Linked DNA regions of Bicyclus anynana: region 2 is linked to region 1. Evidence: chromatin contacts called from public Hi-C data. All regions are on one chromosome and are shown on one strand. Each heading gives the region's core, a stretch centred on a gene start, on an enhancer-like site or on the middle of the called end of the contact. The rest is flanking DNA. Distances are from core to core; before and after follow the strand shown.

Evidence for each region. Hi-C and Micro-C count contacts between places; a contact is called where the count stands out from the background.
Region 2: a Hi-C map of whole body shows a contact between it and region 1, with 5 times the contacts expected there. The contact joins the promoter of LOC112042965 here to the promoter of LOC112042960 in region 1. A contact is called at or near these places in 2 of 2 Hi-C or Micro-C datasets (whole body and whole larva).

Annotation. Positions count from the first base shown.
Region 1 is chr10:10,394,190-10,400,304 of ilBicAnyn1.1, reverse strand. LOC112042960 (mitochondrial transcription rescue factor 1) reads right to left here and starts at 4,486. Exons shown (of 4, transcript XM_024078187.2): 1 at 4,182-4,486; 2 at 3,326-3,471; 3 at 2,959-3,031; 4 at 2,604-2,858. The coding sequence starts at 4,367. The coding sequence ends at 2,655. It overlaps LOC112042957 (DNA helicase MCM9), which reads left to right. Exons shown (of 12, transcript XM_024078185.2): 10 at 511-640; 11 at 1,011-1,156; 12 at 1,423-2,644. The coding sequence ends at 2,536.
Region 2 is chr10:10,527,884-10,534,471 of ilBicAnyn1.1, reverse strand. It overlaps LOC112042965, which reads left to right and starts at 1,561. Exons shown (of 5, transcript XM_024078198.2): 1 at 1,561-1,746; 2 at 5,145-5,360. The coding sequence starts at 1,737.

The DNA of each region.
Region 1 (6,115 bases), core at 3,237-5,736:
CTCATACTTACACACAAACTTTCTCCTTTATAATATTAGTGTAAACCCATACTTACACACTCCTTTATAATATTAGTGTAAACCCATACTTACACACTCCTTTATAATATTAGTGTGATTTCATCATTATTATGATGATTTTTTTATAATCATTGGTATGTTGAATTTGTCTGTGCCCTAAATAATAGCAGTATAACTAATATTAAACTTCAGAAAAATTTTGCATTTTCTTACACATTTTGTATGAAGCTGATTTTTGGATAAAATCTCGAAAACTTTCATAGCATACCATTACCAGGTGTACTGATGACATCAAGCGAGTCGCAGGGATTCGCTGGATGCAGGTGGCTCAGTATCGTGATGTTTGGAAGTCCCTACAAAAGGCCTGTGTCCTGCAGTGGACGTCCATCGGCTGATATGATGATGATGATGATATTCCAGACAGGACATCTGGTTGGATCTATTAGTACAATATATAAGTAGTGTAATAACTTCATTTATTTTTCCCAGGTTTGATTTGATATTCATTTTGTTGGATTCTAAAAACAACTCCTGGGACCGACTTGTATCGTCCTACATATTGTTCGGTGATGCAAATCCTGTTGAATCAAAAAATAAATGGACTCTTGAAAAACTGCAAGTAAGTTAACCCTTTCAAAACAAAGGTAAAGATTACAAAATATATTTAAACATAGCATCGAAACTTTTACTTAGCCTAGTCAAACCAAAATTCAAGTCCACAATTTTGATTTTCTTCAATGTGACTGCCAAAAATTCTCAACTATAACAATGATATAAAATTAATAACTGACATCAAAATGTAGTTAACATTTTGTTTGAGAAAACCTAAATAGCGTCGTTAATATCACCCTAAATTAATGAACAAACTGTAATAAAGTACGTGGCGCCATCTGACTGACGACTGAATTTCGTAAATTATTATTATTATTATATCAATTAAAATCAAACAATATATTATTATAATCAATCAATTTCATTTTGTTTTACAGGTATACATAGGTTTAGTTGGTCCAAAAAGCACGCATATGACGAAATCAGCAAACACCATACTGCAGTGTTACTATATGGCGCAGAGAAAGTCTGAATACAGGGACCCTTCTAGGACTACTGTCAGAATGCTAGACAGTTTGATTAGGTAACTACTATTAAAATTTTTAGTAATCGTCTTATTACGTAGTATGTTATCTCTTAAAGGATTTATCTTAGTTTTATTACCTCTCATCTCTGGTATGTTACTGAAAATTGCTTACAAAACTAAATCTACAATGTTATTCTCAATATCTCTCAAGAAGTTTCTATGCTGATTAGTTTCAACAGCATTTGTACAAATGCATTTCCTTAAACAAAAAATATTATTGTTATTTTTAATTTACCTGTTTTAATAACAATCTTTTCGCACAGATTATCGCAAGCACATTGTCGGCTCATGTATCGAACGACAATATTACCAGTCGATGCCATATTCGCGATATCCCTAGTTGATCTGTCTATGCAGGACTGTACATTAGAGGACACAGTTGATGCTTTACATTCAACATTTCTAAAGCACCCAGATTTTGATTACCTTTGCACAGCCAAAAAACTGCTAGCAAAATTAAATTTGAACGACATATGGGAAGAGGAACTATTTTACTATGGAAAATTACTACAAATAGACTGCAAAACATTAGACAACTGCATAGAAAATGGGAATTATAAATTGTTTGCAAGATATGATGATGTTATTGATGACAACATTCCATTGTCAGCATCTCTCGTGACAAGTTCTTATTTTAATAATAATAAAAGAAAGCACGATAAAGTGAATGAAGAAAACCTTTTGGATATTGTTGATGGTACTAATATGAGAGTTATGAATGAAAAATTAGCAGCAACTTTAAAGAAACATGCTACTCTTAATAAAATTGATAAAAATCCACTAGCAGTTCAAAAGAAAAATACAAAGCGGAAAAGAAAAGAAGTTGTTATAGACACCAGTGGATTTGGAAAGAAAAAGCAAAGAACAAAGAAAACCAAGCAAACTAAACCAGATTCATCAGATAGTGAAGATTGTGATGTTAATAAAATGTTAAATGCAGTTCCAAGCGTGAATGATGTTTTTACAAATCTAGGAATTGATTTCGAACTGTGTGATACTTCAACCCAGAAAAGCGAAAAGAATTTATGTACTGAGGCAGTTGTAGAAAACTGTGGATTGAATAAGGAGAATCAAATCAGACCCAATACAAATGATAAAATACCACTTGAAGACAGCAAAAGCAGTAATGAGATGTTAAATACTTCCGTCAACAAATTAAAACAATTTGAATTTGCTGGAAAACGAGATATGAGTAAATTTTATGAAGAAAACAATGAAATCCATAAACATGTAACTAACACAGTTGCAGTGATTCCTGTAGAAAGCTCTGTGAGTAAAAATACTGCAAATTCTTTTGAAAATCCTAAAAAAATTGTGTCCAGTTCACAGTTATCTATGTTTGATAGTTCAGATTGTGATATAGACTTAGATATATAAAATCATGTTAATGTATTCATTGATGGATTATTAGGTTTATTGGAATTGATCATAGTAAAATTAAGAATTTTATGCTTAGTTCAATGTTTTAATAAAAATTTGTTACTATTTACATTTTTCATTTATCTTCATCTGCTGTTGAAGGTTTATATGGATCTGTTTCATAATTTTCTATAAGTAGGTTTTTGAATCTTCTCGCAGTAATTGCTATACTTTCTTCTTTGGCTGCTATACTTATAATTTCTACTCTTGCTACATACAAATGATCTGGATTTTTGGGACTTACACTTTTTATGACATCTATTTCATAATCTTCTCGCACCTGAAAATATAATATTTTTTTATATGCTTAAAAGCAGTGGAAATACTCCAAAACCACAATATCTATAGTAGTTTTCTAATAGATCTTAACTGTCACTTACTGGGATACTTTTCTTCAGAACCTTTTTTCCATTAACTCTGATTTTGCTCTCATAAAATAATTTTTCTATTTTGCTGAAACAAAACAAAATTATTCTATTTAGTTTACAGTCAAAAAAGAGATTTAATGGTAGCTCTTAATTTATTAGACAGACATTAGAGACATTAATTCATTAAATTACATGTAATTATTTGTAAAACATGTAATAACAAGTAATTTTGTTACCTTAATCTAAAGATATATAAGTTACTTATACATGCACCATGAAGTTAAACTTATTATGTTATATGTTTTTGAACATTAGTAAATTTATCTTGTAATATCAAAATAATAAATTAACCATCATTGTTATATAAATAAAAACATACTTCCTTGCCACTCCTAAAGTAGACTTAAGTATAGCATCCATTCTCAGGGAAGTAGCGTTGAGTTTAACAATTTTCGAGTCCTTTGTAAGTGATGAATCATCATCCCAAATAGTTGCATTTTCATCATCAGAATCATCATCTTTAGACTGAAAAAAATTACAAAATTTTATATCAAAATTAGAAATTCAAAAATTAGATTAGATCTTTTAATTTCTTATTCTCTACAAGTTGCCCTTGATTACAATCTCAGCTGATGGTAAGTGATGATGCAATCTAAGATGGAAGCGGGTGAATATGTTAGGAGTAGGATGAAAAATCCACACCCCTATGGTATGGTAACACTAAATGCTCGGTATGTGTTTCCCGATAGGGTGGTAATTAACCACAGCTGAAGCCTCCCACCAGCCAGACCTAGACTAATTAAGAAATTCTCATTGGGCCCAGCAGTAGATCAGACATAGGACCTCAGTCTTGTAAATCCACTGCGCCACACAGGCTGAGATACTAGATCTTTGATATAGTTTGTTCCTAATTTTGAGATTACTCTGATTATGAAGCATTTAGTTACTGTGTATGAAACACATCCCAGCAGTTTATATCTGCAGTTTGGTGTGTTGCAATATCAGAGCGAACAAGTACCTACCCACATACTTATTATAGTTTTCATACATGAGAGCTGTCCTTCCATTATATACTTTTTATAGAGCCAAAGCAGCCCAAAACATTTAAACAATGTCAAGTTTGGTAAAGCTCATGTTAAAAAAAATTGTAAATGGTAACAATATAGTGCTTTCATATAACATTTCTTGGAATACTTATTATTCAAGTAGGCGATTAACTTACAGTAGAAACGTACCTTTTTAGATTTACAACGAATCGCAGTATATAATAAATTCGCTGGCTTTAAATTATGTAGCTTTGTACTGGTTCCTACGGCATTGTGTAAACAGCTGACTTTCAGAGAGGTTATAGGTTTAATTTCTTTGCAAAGTACTCGATACACATAGTTTGCTAGATGACTACGTTTACACAGGACGTTCATTTTAAAGGAATATATTATTCTTTAATTCTTCTCATATGAATTGAAACTAAAGAAAAGGCTGAAAATGAAAAAGCCCAAAATAATATTTTTTTATAAAATTTATTTTGATTTCAAATGTCATTGTCAATTTCAACTGTCAACATAACATTTTTCTAATATGACACGTTCGTTCGGAAACAGTTTCAAGCTTTGAAAAAAACTCATGTGCTGAATATTATGTGTTACTAATAAAAAAATCGGTGTATGTAAGTTAACTTTAATAAATATCTATGAAGTTAATAATAATTACAATTATTATACAAAAGAAAACGCTTCAGTTTCATCATTTGTGGTTCCTCCCGCGCAATGCTAGCGATGTAATAAACGTATACTAGATGGCGCTGTAAACATTTTTGATAAGAAGAAGAGTTTATCGTATTCAATAATTTTCTAATTAATTAATTAGTAATAATTTAAAAGGTAGCCTTTTATTAACTTTCTATTTTGAACTTAAACTTTTCAACTCCCTTTATTATTTTTTTAATTTCCTTTTGGCCTTTTCAACTCTTTCTTTCTAAACCGTAAATTATCTACCTACCCACCAAAAACCATTAAAATAGGTTCTATGATTTAGCCCATTTAGCCGTGAAAAGGCGACAGACTGACAGTCAGACGCATTTATGGTACGTTTGCGTTTGTTTAGGTAATATTTCTGAATCAAGAAGACCAACTTTAGCAATATAAGAACAATATTTCAAAGTCACAAATCAGATAAATATTGACGCAAACATGAGTTTCCCGTGCGAAAGCCGTTCTAGATCACTCCACACTTGAGTGCAGTATGTCAGTCTGTTTTACATCAAATCAAAAAGTTGCAACACACTGAAACGTGCTACCAAACTATTGTAATACTTAATTGCATTAGTTTATGGTTGATTTTAGATAAACTAAACTTTAAAACCTAATATTGGGATAGATATCTAGATTGTATATACCTAGGTACGCGACACGCTAGTAGGTAATAGCGACTATCAGGCGCTGTGGTGTGAACTGTGAAATAAATAAACAGTATATTAATTTATTCTACTTCTACATTTTTAATATTTCATTTTAACACTGGTGTTTGGGTAGGCACAGGTAGGTACATAGGTACGAAAAACAAAACGTATAGACGTTTTGTTTTTCCTTTTAAGGTTTCCAGAACCCTAAATATCTACAACTTGAAAGTTTGCTGCGATTCACAATATTAGTACGTATTATGAATTTCATAAGGCAACTGTCACCCGCGTCATGCTACAGCGCACACAGTATAGGTAGGTTAGGTCCTATAAGTACCTAGATAATATTAACTTGTAGGTAGGTAAAATAACTAAGTAAGTATATCAGTTTCCTTCGTCCGTTATTCAATTTCCTTAATTCTATTGCTTTCAATTTAAAAGATAAAAGAACACGGCATTAAGAAAACAATCACGAGCAGCGCTCCAAGCACCCTACTAACATCCAAGTCAGCACTATGTGGTGTAAATAAAAGTAAGAACATCTTAAAAGGCAGTAATTAAAAGCTGTCGAGACGGCCCGGAGCTATAGTTTATCACATTATACACGGTTTGTCTCTTAGTAACATGTGGACACATGTCTCGAATTCGTAACGATCTTTTTATTTTCGTATACGATTATGTTCACGGCATGTTCAAAGGGTTTTTAAATTTGACACAGTTTATGGCTTTGTTACGACGGTTGACGGTCTTAGATGGGATAGACACGCTGGT
Region 2 (6,588 bases), core at 312-2,811, 140 kb before region 1:
CCAATTGTAATTAAGTGCGTGCTAAAAGCGTGCTTTTTAGTTTTTTAAACTATTTTGAAGTTATTGTTGCTATGGTTACGCGTGATTAATGGTTACTCTTAACCGAATGTCGGTAAAACCCGAAAATGTGTTACTGCAGCATGCGCATAGTCTGCGTTTTTTCATGCGTTTTTCACCAACAAAAAACCTTTGTTTTAAAAAAAATAAAACAAAGGTTTATGAAAACGCTAATATACTTTGTTTAAATTAGTAGGTTTAACGATAATTATAATTGGAAATGTCGGAAAAAGTCAAGCCACCTGATGGGAGCTCTAATTGACGACGCTTCATATTTCCTTTTTTTTAATTATTATGTGCAAGTTAACCCTAGACTGCGATTTGACTTCACGATAACTGACCATGCCGTTTAAGATGTAAGCGGACATGCTTGGAAGAGGTACAAGTTTATACTTACGTAGGTACTTTCTTTCCGGTTGGGTGCTAACCTATCACCACACCAAACCCGAAATAAATTTAGAAAATCCTATACTGTCTCCTCAGGTGAGAATCAAACTTAAGCTCTCACTGTTGAGAAGAATACTTACTGCCACCTAACTGGCCAGTCATCAAAATTGTCAAGAGTCTACGTCTCAGTACAGTAAAGAAATTAAGAAAAACACCAAATCTTTGACTAAACGCATTTATTGTCGTTTGTGATATTCCTGTTTCCCCATTTTCTTTTTTCAGTCGATCAATTACCATGGCAGACCATCTGGCCTATTCAATATTTTGATTTTTATTATCAACCTATTGAAGTGGACAACAAAGTGTCATCTACATACTTTATTGTATCCACCGTAAGTAGATGACATTTATAATTTGTATCATAGTATGTGGATGACATTATGTCAATTGATTTGTTTTTATTTTCTTGAATAGTAAATACCAAAATAGGAAATAGACCAGCGTGTAATAGCCACTCATCGCGCATCTACCACTGTTTGATATTAGTAATTCGATGTAATTGCGACTGAACGACGTGGCGATTCGTATTTTTAGTAACTTTGGCATATGTATTCTGTGACTTTGAGTGAGTTATCGATCGATATGTTGCTGCAGTGCAATTTAACTTTAGACCAAAATCGAGACTGCCACACATCTGGCTCTATTTTGCTCAGCAAGGATTTCACATTTTCAATAGAAGTTGCAAATAGTGTGGTGTCTACATTACTCAAATTGGATACCTATATAGGTATTTATTTTACAAGAGTATTTGAAAATCAAAATTTTAAAAGCGTAGCGCGAATGAATTTCAAATAGTGTCATCTATTAGCGTTTGTGAAAACTAAACGTACCCATCAATGTACCCATTGATTTACATAGCGTGTATACAAGATGGCGCTTTTTCCCTAATTTACTTTGAATGTGTTGCCAAGGCACGCATGGCTTTGTTTTATGCCAGGGTCTGTGGTTCGAACGCACTCGTCTCGTTGCAATCGCAAACGCAATTAATATCACATTCTACTCAATATGTTCCTTGTTCTACTCTATGGCAAATATTTAGATTTTCATTTTAGTCTGTGGTCTACTGCTCTGTGGTTGCATAAAAAATTCCGAACACGATTCCGGTTGTATTGTTTGTTTGATTGTTTCTAACTTTCTTACTACAGTTTCAAATATTCTATAACGTTTTTCAAAAGAAGTACGATCACCTTTTCAAAAGTATTTTCATATAAAGTGATAAAAAATCTCCAAACATGTCTGGCTGTAAGTTATCCCAATTTTATTCTTTTAATTTTTTTGCCTAATATTTCACCATTTTTTCCTACAATGTTCGAAGTTACGCAATCCTTCGGCTTTACATTGTAATCAAAGTAAATTTAAATTAATAACAAAAACGAAGTTATTGACTTTTAGCTACAGCAGAGTCAAAATAACAAATAAAGTTTCGCCGAACATGATGCCGAAAAATAAGTACTTCCTGAACGTTAAAAAATGGGCGGATAGGTAGTAAATATTGCGCACTTGTAAATAATAGAGAACTATACTATACTAACTTATTGTAGAAGTGCTCTCTAGTCAAAACTAACCTATTTATAAAAATCCAAAGATACATTAATGGCCCAAAATACTGGCACATTTTAAAACATACAATGTCTCCTTTCTTACTGAAAACTATTCAAGGAAGTACTTATGACAACAAAGTTTGGGGCTTAAATTTGGGCCTATTAGTCAAAATTATGCTTAGATTGCTAGTCCTCTTTTAACAATAGTAGAATAATATTGTTCAGCATACAAAACAGGAATTAATTCTACAAAAAAAGTTGAGGGTCTGAGTCCTTTATCTGCTCTCTTCCAAAGCCACTACAGCCCAAATTCTATAATTGGCTATGGTACTTAGCCATGGTAGGACCATAGGCTGTCAAACATTCAGCCTTCATAAAGTTAAGTAGTCTTGCTATTGCCACCTCTCATTCAAAAAGTGTAATTATTTTTATAGACAACAAAACAACGTAACAAATGGTTACGACTAAATCTTTGGAAGAACTCAAAGGCTACACATTAGGGCATAGACAACACACTTTTTTTTAAACTAAACCATTAATAGAACACAAACTTTACAAATCTAAGCATACAAATACAGGAAGAGACTTTAGATACTATGTCCTAACATCGTTTGTAACAGTCTCAAAATGACTTTATGACTTTATGAGTCTTTATGACTCATTAAGCCAAACTTCTAACTTGCATTGAGAAATGCAAGAACTTTATTGACTATTTTATACTAAAACTCACCCTGTGTTTACAGTAATATCATTGATCGAAGTTACATTAAAGTTTACACAGTAATAAAATGCTTATCATAACAGTCACTTAAAACATATCTAGATTCTAGATTGTTGTTATCTGTAAGCATTTCATTGCAATTTGTCATTCAATCTGGGTGTGTGCACTGTGGAACTAAAAGGTATCTTTGATTTATTCTATTTTTACAAGAAGAATGTCTGATCTTTGATCCTCTTGTTAGGATTTCTAAACACTGCCACATTGTGTGACCTATATCAAGCTGCTCAATGGTCATGCATGAATTTAATTTGATAACTGATGGTAGAGTCTCTACAAATAGTCGAACTTGATATTTCAACACTCATAAACCTATATGTACCGTTGCGGGTATAAAAAATGCTTGTAAAAACTAAGCTTACTTGAAAAAACAAGTTTTTGATTTTGATGATTTGTTTATTGGTTCTAGAATGTGTTTTTTACTCCTGGTTTAGGTGTTACTAGTGTACTGCTAAAGAAACTATATTTTTTTTTCTTGTACGGCCAATCTGCCATCAGTCCTAAGACTATACACAAATTTCCTGTAGATGTGGAGGTCGATCCTCATTAAGAGTTGGCGCTGTTTTCAAATGTCCAGGTTGAGTATGCGTTTACGTTTCAGACACCTCAAATAGTCATCATTCAAGTGTCTGTTTGCCAATTTATTAGGATGAATGAGTCTCTTCTTATATCTTCCTAACTTCCTCCTTTACTGTGCAAATTTGCAAATTATGGTGTAGTTCCTCATTCGTGATAAACCACAGCAAGTTGGTGAACTATCGCTATATACTATAGAGATAGCAATGACAGATAGATAGAGCTATAGATAGGTAGAGCGATAGATAGAGCTGTTAGTGGGTACTAACCCAGTATTTTGTTTTACATTCTTTGTAGGGTATTTAGGCTAGTATTGCATGCACTACCACACAGTTAGGCACCATAGGCCTAGGCTAGGCTAGGCTGGCTTCAAGATGCATGTGTGACAACAATAAGCATGTCTATATAAAATGTAGTAAAGTGATTTGAAAAAATCTAATTCCATTCTGACAACACAGGCCTCAACTAGTTATTATGTGCATAAAATTATGTTCAAGTTACCATATTTGTTCTTTTATAAATATGCTTAGTGTATACAGGTATACACTCTTGCCATGCATGAATTCATTGTTACCGGATGTTATGTTAATGATTGTGAAATTTGGATACAGTCTAGCACAAGATCAAGGTGGTGTCTACCTAGATGTAAATATACTATTGCTAGAGGCCAGGCTATAAATACAAGCCTCTCAAGGAAGTGGGGCTCATTCCAGTATTAGAGTGGGAGCACTACAGTGTTATTCCAGATCCAGTTTGCAATTAAGTAAAAGTAATTATAGTCTGGCAAGTTTGTTGATGACACTCCCATGATATGCGGGCGACGGGGAAAAAGACTGCGCGGGAGTAATCGTGCGTACGGGGAAGTGAAGTCGTGAAAGCATCAGTCGTGGGTTTTTCATTCATTCATCGCTACACGCCCCCCAGGCCCACGCGGACAATCGGGAGTGTTACGAACGAAGTTGCCAAGCTATAATTGAGTAATTAAATTAGTGATAAGTAAATCACAAGTGTGTGCATGTATATTACACCTAGCAACAAAAATGTTGTGTTGCTTCAATTGTACCAGTTTCCATTTTTTATTTTTAGCTATTAGTCATCTTCTAATGTGATAAAAACTTAGTCATACATTTTATTACAATTGATATTTTGTCTAGCATATTTTTATAACATTTATTTTTACTTATTTATTGAGAAAAGTAGAATGAAAATAAAAACTTATTTCATACTAGCGGACCCTTCTACTTTATCTGTCAAAAGTCAATATTAAAAGATAGACATATTATAATGTGATTCACTTTTTTTTTAATCCTTTTAAGGGGAACAATTCAGTCATGCATAATTTTTGTTTAACTTCAAGTACTCTAAAGCCTCTTCCAGATTTTTCATTGATGCTCCGCTCTCGCTCAGTGTATTATTATACAATAAAAAAACCTGAAAAGATCTAATTGTAAGATCTTTTCAGGTTTTTTTATGTTGCCATGCAGCATGGCTGTGTATCATCAGTTTGAAAGATAAGGTTTATGTTGGTAGTTGAAGGTCTTTACACAACGTGGTTTCTAATATAACAGAACTTTATTGCATATACCATTAGTGAAAATGGTTTATAAATTAGTTTTGTTGATTATAAAAAGGAGTAAACCTAACAGACTCACAGTTAGATTGATTTATACTAATTAGGAAAAACAACTTAAATTAGTACTTGTACTAGAAAAGTAATTTCACCATAAAAACTTTTTTACTTTCAGATCCATACGGCGGTAATCCACCACAATACCCACCACCCCAGGGTCAGATCTACCCGCAGATTTATAATCCGGCGAACGCACCACCACCCGCTCAGAACCCCTACCAACCAGGGTTCCCTGTATACCCGAACCAGCCTGCCACTGCACCGCACCCTGCATCAATGTCTTACCCTGGAGGACCTCCACCACCATCCTATGGATACCCAGGCTTTGGACGTGAGTATAGCAAAATTATGTCAATACGAGAATAGATTTTTTGGAGTTTACTCCTTAAGAATCGATTTTTCATAAGACGCAGGTGCAAACTTATCTCATATTGACATTAAAGCTTGAATGGACTCCTTACAGTCACCATTATAGCAGAAGAGTGACGAAATGGGCTTTACACCCTTTATTGTCGGCCTGAGTCATGAGTATGGTCATTATCATTAAGATGTGATCGTTATTGCTAATGAATTTACACATTATATTAACACCTTAAGCTGATAGATATTGGGGTCTCAAGGTGCTGGAATAATCTGATCTTTAAAAGTCCTATGTCATGCAGTGGACGTCCATCATGATATGATGATGTTTATGACTCTCAGCCGTTCCAAACTGCATTGGAGTAGTGTGATGGGTCTAAGCTCCATATCCCTCCTATAGCGAGGAAAGTGGACTCCCATCAAAATATGATGATGTCTCCCAATTCTGGATTCCATGCTGGTGGTAATGGGGAATTGGGTGGAATAGTCCCTTAAGTTTGATCTAGTTCTCTAGTCTAGATCTATCTACGACTAATTATTACCAAACTAATGAATGCTAAAACTATACATTCCGAAACTGATTTGAAATGTAGAACAAACAGGGATAGAGGTGATTAATAAAAACTACTTTTATCAACAGGCAAAAATTCAGTTGTATATCAGACAGCATTCACTGGATAATTCAATCCACTTTGTCATTGAACGAAATAAACGTACTATTTTTAAATATGAGGCCCCGATACCAATTGCAAGTGCTCATAGTACAAACAAACGTTCCATCTAACCAGATGTGCTAGGTATGCTCACATGATCCCTAAAAATAAAACGGCTGGAATCCACAAAAATAACTTCTGCTGTAAATACAATATAAGTATGAGGAAAAATTATCGTTAGCTAAGTGGCTACCTATCAAAATGGTTGATAACTGATTAGTAATTGTTCTCAAAACCACTTATTTATTATCAGAACCATTAAAGATTTGTCATTGTGTTGATTATACCTATTTTTACACGACTAGCTGGTGCACACAACTTTATGTGTGTTTTTTATAATAAACATCAATGATGTGCCACACACATGATAGCCCAGTAGACATGACCTCTGCCTCCGATTCCGGAGGGCGTAGGTTCGCATCCGGTCCGGGGCATGCACCTCCAACTTTTCAGTTGTGTACATTTTAAGAAATTAAGTATCACGTG